Regions from separate parts of the Mus musculus genome. Here region 1 is linked to region 2. The links are chromatin contacts, called in public Hi-C maps. All regions are on one chromosome and are shown on one strand. The core of a region is the stretch at or near the end of the contact, and the rest is flanking DNA. Distances in the headings are between cores, read along the strand shown. Region 1 holds the start of Rpl31 (ribosomal protein L31). Region 2 holds the start of Hs6st1 (heparan sulfate 6-O-sulfotransferase 1).

What was found. Hi-C and Micro-C count contacts between places; a contact is called where the count stands out from the background.
Region 1: a contact with region 2 is called in a Hi-C map of natural killer cells, with 12 times the contacts expected there. The contact joins the promoter of Rpl31 here to the promoter of Hs6st1 in region 2.

Annotation. Positions count from the first base shown.
Region 1 is chr1:39,365,716-39,369,956 of GRCm38.p6, reverse strand. Rpl31 (ribosomal protein L31) reads right to left here and starts at 2,106. Exons shown (of 4, transcript NM_001252218.1): 1 at 1,702-2,106. The coding sequence starts at 1,808.
Region 2 is chr1:36,066,476-36,070,757 of GRCm38.p6, reverse strand. Hs6st1 (heparan sulfate 6-O-sulfotransferase 1) reads right to left here and starts at 2,358. Exons shown (of 2, transcript NM_015818.2): 1 at 1,574-2,358. The coding sequence starts at 2,100.

The DNA.
Region 1 (4,241 bases), core at 857-3,356, 3.3 Mb before region 2:
GCATGCCATCATGAAACGAAGAACCCTCTGGCCAAGCATGAAATGTCCAGCTACTAGCATCAGTACTTAAGATGTAGGGGTAAATTCCAAGCATCCTATAGTTCAAGATGTCCCGCTCACTTTCCCAGAGTATCAGTCACCAACCAGGCCTGCTCACAGCAATCCTGAATGATGGTCCTGATGATCCAGCGGTTAAAAATATCTGCTCTTGCAGATGACCTAGGTTTGATTCCAGCACCAATGTGGAGCATACAAGCATTCAGGCAAAACACTCATACAAAAGGAAGACAAAGTTCTGTGGAATTGAGGCAGGCACTCTCCTATGAATATAGCCAGGGTACATGATAGAGGGCTATTAAAAAACAAAAAACTTGAACCTTTCTAGAGCATGGTGCACGCACCAATGATCCCAACATGGAGGCTGGGTGGGAAGACCTCAAATCCAAAAACCAATCAACCAAAAAAGCCCAGGTCTGTTCAACACCCGTCAAGTCCACTCCAAGTGAGACAAAGAGCATCTGCTTTCTCTATTCTACCTACCCGCAGCCTGTCTCTAGTGCCCAGACAACCCACTTCACAGCTAGCTTGAAAAAAACTCACGCAAGCAACCAGTCAGGTGGTATCACTTACAAAGACCAGGAAAGAGATGGAGCACTGAGCAATCTCAATGTTATGGTTAGGGAATTGGAAAAAGTGGGGCTGCCGCAGTCAGTGAGTAGATCTCAGAGGGCAGACCTAGCACTGGGCTCAACTACTACCCGAATGAATGAGACAGGGAAAGCAAGGAGTGGAACAAAGCAGAGGCTTGGTTTACACCACAATGGGGACCAAGAAATTACCAAAGAATGAAGGAGGCTAGAGATTCTCACATAGGGCCTTATCAACAAAATACAAAAGGCCTGGGGGGGGGGTACGACTCGCTTCTACAATGCTCTATTCAAGGCTGCTTTTAAAGAGTACCTTTCACCTGAGAGCGACTCTTCCTTCCACATACTGGGCAACACCCACACCACCTTTAACTTGTGGCCTACTTTCACTTTGTCACAGGCCTAAATAGTGCTTCATAGTGCTTAATATGCCCAACCATAGAGGAAGGAACGTGGCCGACCACCAGCAGTATTCATACCGGGCAAAGACCTTGGGGCAACCCACTAGGTGCAGACACACATTTCAACCCGGCAAAATCTCTCCGAAAATACTAAACCATCAAGTCCAAGAACTCAAGCTCTAGGGCTGGAACGCAAATGCAGATAGGTCGTGTACAAATAAGGACCGCAATCACTCTCTGTAACCGCCACTTTACTACAACTTGCCCCGAATTTGCACAAATCTGTATAATCGGACGACGAAAAAAAAAATCGTATTTCGCACTTGAGGTAGTAACCGGCCACTTTCCTGCAGCGTACAAGTCACTGACTTTCCTTTTACACGTCCGGATTACCAGAACTCACGTTTTAGCACCACCAACCTTCCCCAAGTCTAACCGCTCCCTCAAACTCCATCACAGCCTCCAGTCTCCATTTCCTAGCCGGTTGCCGTGCAAGCCAAACCCCGCACACCTTCCACGTACACACAACCACACCGGAATAAACCCGCTTGCCCTCTAGAGCACCCAGTCTGTAAGCAAGGCTCGCGGGTGACAGCCCAGCCCGGCCGGAGCCCGAAGGGGGTCGCGGGCCACACCGCCCGCCCGGTACTCACACTCCATGGATGCGCTTGTGAATGTTGATGGTGTATTCTCGGGTCACCACCTCGTTGATGGCAGAACGGCCCTTCTTCTTCTCGCCACCCTTCTTTGCGGGAGCCATCTAGACGCAGGCGACAGGGAGGGAGGCTCTAAGCAGGTAGTGGGAAAGCCCAAGCCCGAGCTAAGGTGCACCCGTACCCCGCAGGCCGTCCTCCCACCGCCCCGGACCGCAGAGCCTCCGCGCGGCGCGGGACAAACCCCACCGAGCCTGCCCGTCCCGCGCCGGGCGCGGATGGCGCCGGATTTCAGAGCCGCGACCCCGCAGCCATACTCACTCTGCCGGGCCCAAGTAGGAAAGGAAGGGCGCGAGGGTTTGTGGGAGGGAAAGTCGCGTAGCCGTACAACTTCCGGGTCACGGGGAGGCGAGGAGGAAGAGGTGTGGCGAGGGAAGTTAGGAGTTAGGCTGGGGCGTAAATACAGCGCGCGTCAGGGGCGGAGCGAGCGGCATGGGGCGGACCCAGGGCGGGCCCAGGGCGGGGTCGATCTTGTCAGTCTTCTTGCAATCTGCCTTGAGCAGTGGAGGTGCGGGATGGGATTTAAATCCCAACCCGAACCCGGATTCGGAACGCCCGGCCGGGAGGGAAGATACTCCAGTTTTTCGGGTGCACTCGCTCACTCACTCTACGTTTGTTTAATCTATTAGATACTGTGCTTGGCGGAAGGTCCCCGGAATGACCGAGACGACAACAAAAGAATTTATTTTCCAAGTCGAAAATGCCCACGGAAATGCCAGGCACGTCCGTAGAAAATAGATCTCCGAATCTAAACATGTCCGAATAGCCTGTCTATTGGAGTTTCAGCAATGAGCAAGTTTCAGGATCTCACAGGCAAGAAGACAGGCAGGCAGAAACTCCACGATCTTACAAGGAACCTATGTCTCTGCCTCCTTTGGCTAAGGGATGCTGGGGCCTTTGGATTCCCCAAAGGTCAGACTTGGGGTGGACAGGCAACTGCTCTCTCTCTCTTAAGAAAATAGTGTCCACAGCCACGTGTGGTGGTGCACACCTGTGATCCCAGAACTTTGTGGGTTGAGTTAGGTGATCAGGAGTTCGAGATATCCTTGACTGTAGTGGGCTAAACACGCTTGACAATATCTGATGACTTCTCAGTGGGGCTAGGAGGAAAGGAGCAGACAGGCTCGGTTCTAGTTCTTAGAGAATCCAAACCAGAAGGGGTTCTATGGGAGTGCTGATTGGTACTGGGGTTGAGCTCAGAAAATTGCAACGCAATCTCCCAAGCAGAGCCACTCAAAAATAATTTAAAAGGAAGTCTGGAGCGATGCATTCAGGAGGCAGAGCAAGAGGATGCCAAATTAAGGACGGACTACACAGAGGCCAGTCTTGGCTACACAATGAGACTAGATCCAAGAGTAAGGGGAGGAGAGAGGGAAGGGGAGAGTAGAGACTGAGGGAGGGAGAGGGAGGAAGGGCTATAAAGAGAATATGAAAATGTGAATTTGGGATCTTTAGCAAGAAGACAGAGGAGCCCACTAGTCAGAGTGTGCTGACTTGAGCAAGAAATGATAATTAGTTATGGTTAATAAATAATGGTTAATTAGAAAAGCTGAGTTTATAAAAGGCTGTGAGTTCCTGACTTCATACTAAAAGTAAAACATGAATAATTTAAGGAGTCAATAAACTAGACATATCCGTCCACACATGATTAAGCTAAAAAATCAAAAAGGAAAAAAAATTCCCCTGCCTCATTTCTAATGAGCTTTTCTACAGAAAAGCAAGGCTATTTATCTCCATAATATGAAGTCCATCTGAGCACTAATAGCATTTCTCTAGATGACTCAGATTAGATTTTTTTCAGTATATTACTGGCTGACTTTGAGATCGTCAAGCTACAACATGAACAGAAATTAAAGCCATTTTATATCGCTAAATTTTTACTAGGACATTTTGGCAAGAGTGCAAAGTCATGACTAGGAACTGCTTCACTTCGCCAGGTGTGGTGGCACACACTTTTAATTCCACAGTGGGAGGCAGAGGCAGGTGGAGCTCTGTAAGTTGCAGAACAGCCTGATCTATATAGGGAGTTCCAAGCCAGCCAGAGCTACATAGTGATACCTTGTCTAACAATGACAACAATGTTGTTTGTACAAGGGGATTTTAGTTGTTAGAGACAGAAGGTGTTACAATTTTAGTTTGTTTGTAGTATCTTAAACTGAGGTCACATTCAATCTTGACTCTTGAGCCAAGACACTGTACTTTTCCAGACAGTATGATCATGGTTTTTCTGGGACACAGATGTAGTTACAGAATGACCTTTTAATAAGCAAAGATAATGAATGAAGAGGTCAGTGATTACAATTCCCATGATGCATGCATTTAGTGGAAAATTACACAATTATAGGTTTTTGAGCGAACCCAAATTTTGAACATGTGCACAATTCAGGCAGAGTTAAATTAAATTAGGAGCACAGCATACTCCACCCTCTTTTAATGACTTCCAGATAGACAGCCTTAGGAGAATGAATACACTGTGTCCA
Region 2 (4,282 bases), core at 1,109-3,608:
CATGAGCCTCTGATAAACTTCTAGTCAAGGGGCACTGTGGTCCTTCACTCTGTTACAATCTGTGGGCAGTGTGGTCCGTGAGGGGTAGGCTCACCCCGAAGCTCTGGCCTCTCTACAGCTCTAAGAGCAGCATGCATGCAGTTTGCCTAGACCTCCTATGATTAGCATGTCCACTGTTTCAAGCCCCACGTCCTGCTGACAGAGAGGACTTCCCTGGGCCTGCTGGCGTGTGCCCAGCAATGGGCACCCACAGCCTTGACTGGTGGATCAGTGGACAGCTGCTATGGCCAGACCTGGACTCAAGCATAGCATGGCTGAACTATTGGGATGGGTCCTGGAACTGAAACATGTACGTGTGTACGGCAGAGCTTATGTGGACAGGAAGCAGTTTCGAGGGCCTGGAAAGGAGACTCTGGGTCCAGGTTAGGGCCATGGAATACCTCCACTTGGCTTGAGCACTGCTAGGCGTGGGGTGCAGTGTGTGTATCTACCACTCAACTCTAGCAGCCTGTAAAGCATGCAAACAGCTCCAGGTTGGTTGGACCCTAGAGTCCCAACCCCACAGGAGAGCCAGCACCTTCCTGCCCCAAGTGTACCAAGGAAAATAGCGACTTCAGTTAAAATTTGTCCACACCCACTTCCTAGCTCCTCTGTAAGTTCAGTCCTACAGCAAATATGGAAGAGAAACAAAGGCAGGCTAGAAGCCCTAATTCCTGGGGTGGGGTGGGGCGGGTTAGGAAGAAGGTAATCCCAGGAGGATCACTGGGCACCAACAGAAACAGGGCTACAATCTCAACTTTACAAAGTGCTTTCAGAGGGGCTGGCCCTCACTCACATCCCCAGACAAGGAGGAGAGTGATGGGCCTTGCTGGGAGGTCCCTGGCTTTACAAGTAGCTTTGACGGTCTCAGCTATCCCTAACCTGGCCGGTGGATAGATTTCTAGGGAAGTCAGTCCTCAACTGGAGGCTTTTGTTCCACTTCTGTGGCTGGGGAGGCCAGGTAGTGCTGCCTTCTCTCCGACTTCAGTCTGGGTCACACGGGCCTTTGTTCTACCTGCACACACCGGCAGGCAGAGCCCACCCCTTTCCTGGCAGCTCCTCCCCAGGCTGGCAGGCACCGGAGGGCCTGGAGATACCACAGGTGCACAGGAAGAGGAACCGCATTTCTCTTGCTCCACTTTTAGTACTAGACGGGTACGGGCTACACATGCACACAGAGACACACCTGTTTTTCTGCCTCTAGAGCCAAGCCTGGACCTCTAGTCCCCGAGGTTTATCTCTCAGGCTAGCCCGCAGTGCATAGCAGGTAGGGTGGACAGAGAGCAGCGGGCAGTGACCCAGGAGGAAGTCTGGGCACTGCGCAGACAGGCCAGTGGCGAGGAGAGGCACGGAACAGAGGGTGAAAAGAGGGATCAGAGGTCAGGAGTGGCAGGTGTAGGGAAGGATGAGATGGGAATCCTGGGATCCCGCAGACTGGAAGGGGCCCCAAGAGAGGAGAGGGCAGATCTGGCCCGGGGCTTAGGGGTACCCCCCCCCCCCCCCGCCATCACACTTTCCCGCAGCGGGCGCTCACCTGGGCGAACGCAGACCTGCTGGGTCGCGGCGGTCTAGCACACCGGGCACACAGTTGGTGAGTTCGGTCCAGTCAGCGTGCAGCCCGCAGCTCCAGCCCGTGGAGAAGCGAGAGAAGAGCCAGGTCTCGCGGCGATTGGGCCGATAGCAGGTGCACTTCTTCTGGCCCGGGCGACAGTCGCAGGGCACCTCGAGGCGCACGTTCTGCACTAGGTGGCGGCCGAAGGTGGTGCCGCCGGTCTTCTGGATGTGCAGGAAGACGATCACGTCGTCGCCCTTCATGTCGAAGCGCAGCGAGCGCTCCAGCTCGCGCACCGGGAAGTAGTACTTTTTCTCGTAATGTGGGTCCGGCGTGGGGAAGAGATCCAGGTCGTCGGGGGGCACGCGGCCACCGGGCGCGCCCAGACTCAGCCCCGGGCCCGCGTACTGGTAAAGGATGAGCATGAAGCACGCCGAGCCCGCCACCACCAGCACGAACTTGCTGGCGCGCTCAACCATGGTCCTGCCGCCGGCGCGCCGCCGCCGCATGTGTCACCATCGCCAGCGGCCCGGGCGCCGGGCCTGGGAGGGCGGGGGGCGCAGCTGCTCCGCCACCGCCGCCGCCACCGCCGCCCGCGCTCCGGCCCGGCCCGGCTACTCGGCGCCCAGGCTGTGCGCAGCGTCGCGGGCCCCGGGCCTCGGCGGCGCCGTGGCTGCTCCCCGCCCCGATCCCGGCTCGGCTAGCGTACAGCCCGGCCCCCGCCACAGCGCCCCGCAGCCGCGCGCGCCCGCACCCGCCCGCAAAGCTCAGCGCCGAGAACGCTCTGCACCGCCCCGTGCGCCGCCGCGTCTCCGCAGTTCGTCGCGGCTCCGCCCCGGCCCGCCCCTGGCCCGCCCTCGCGGCGCCTCTTGCTGTCGCCGCCCGCTCCGATCCTCCGCTCCGCCTCTGGAGCGCCCTGGGGGAGGGGCGGGGCCGGAGGAGGCCCAGGCACAGGCCAGAGCTGGGCGACGGGTCGCGTGTCTCTCACACTGTCAACGCCGGTCGCTACGGAAAGGGCATTGGATCCAGCTCGCAGACCTGTGGGTGGCGACTGGGTTGTCCCGAGCCTACGAGTGGGTGGCTCTTTTGGGCATTGGTCCTGGGTTTGGGAGCCCGAGTTTTTTCACCTTCTCTGGTTATGGTAGTTTGTGTTACCTGCGCTCTCTGTCTCCCACGGGAATACGGAGGCTTTGACCTTCACATTGAAGGATAGGAAGTTCCAAGTTCGAGAGCGCTGGGAGTCGGGACCACCAGGTGGTTTAGGACTACCAGTAAGGGTGGGGAAGGAAGAGAGACGTTAAGGGCATGGATCCGGCTCTTACGTGGATATCACCAGTCCCCTGGAGGCACTGGGACAATGACCCAAAGCCCTCAGTTGAAGATAAACCGAAATGTGTGCAGAGACCAGAGGACAAGCTTTATTTGTCCCTCTCGCCCAGTGTGCCCTGTTTTGATCCTGGTCATACTCAAACAAACAAACAAACAAACAAAATAGTGAACCAACATTAGAAAAAAATTAAAATTCCAACCTTCGTGATTTTTTTTTTTTTTACATTGGCAGCAGTATCTGCAGCCTTGATTGGTGCTCTGCCTGTAGTGGAGGGTCGCCTGGGCCCTAGGCTGCAAGTTGGAGGCTCTAGTAGTAATCTATGCAGCCTATAACATGTGGAAGGTCCCGTCGCCCATGTTGTACTCTGTACTGGGCCCCTAGCTATACTTAGGCGGCCAGAACAACTGGAGGTGGGGAGTGAAATGACCTGTGCAGAGTTCCACAGCCTAGGGTAGCTGGGAGGGGCTTGGGTGTTTGGATTCAGGCCAGAGTGGCCTCTGGGAGGTGCTCCCACTGCCAGGCCAGGCTCAGGTGCCCACAGCAAGTACCCCTGGGTAGTGCCCTGGATCTGTCCTGCTAAGGGGTGGGTCAAAAAGTGGAGAGAAGGGGAGGGGGTGGCAATAGTGGTCCAAAGCATTGACTGCAAGTTAAAAAAAAAAAAAAAAGACTTGAAAAAAAAGAGCAGCTGGGCAGTGGTGGTGCATGCCTGTAATTCCAGCACTTGGGAGGCAGAGGCAGGCGGATTTCTTAAGTTCGAGGCCAGCCTGGTGTACAGAGAGAGTTCCAGGACAGTCAGGGCTACACAGAGAAACCCTGTCTTGAACCCCCACCCCACCCCACATACACACACAAATAAGAGCTAAGAGGAAAGCCCTCCCAAACGGTGAGATCAGGAGAGAATGCAGACACACTTATATCCAACTTGTCAGGAATGTGAAGAAACTGGGCTCAGCTGGTAAAGTGCTTGCTGTGCATGACTCAGGACCTGGGTTCGGTACCCAGAACCCAGGTATAAAATGCCAGGGATACTTGGCCTGTGTTTGCAAGCCCAGGACTGCTGGGGAAGAAGAGATAGGCAGATCCCTGGGGCTTGCAAGCCAGCCAGTCTAGCCTATAAGGCAGCAGGTTAATGTGAGACACTGTCTCAGAAACTAAGGTGTACCTCTCAAAGGACAATATCCAATATCCAAGGTTGTCCATTGTCCTCTGTCCTACACACACACACACACACACACACACACACACACACACACAGAGAGAGAGAGAGAGAGAGAGAGAGAGAGAGAGGACATGTTTTGCAGGCAGATTGCAGAAGTTACCACTATGGTCAGACCGCCACATGGCCCTGAACACACTACATA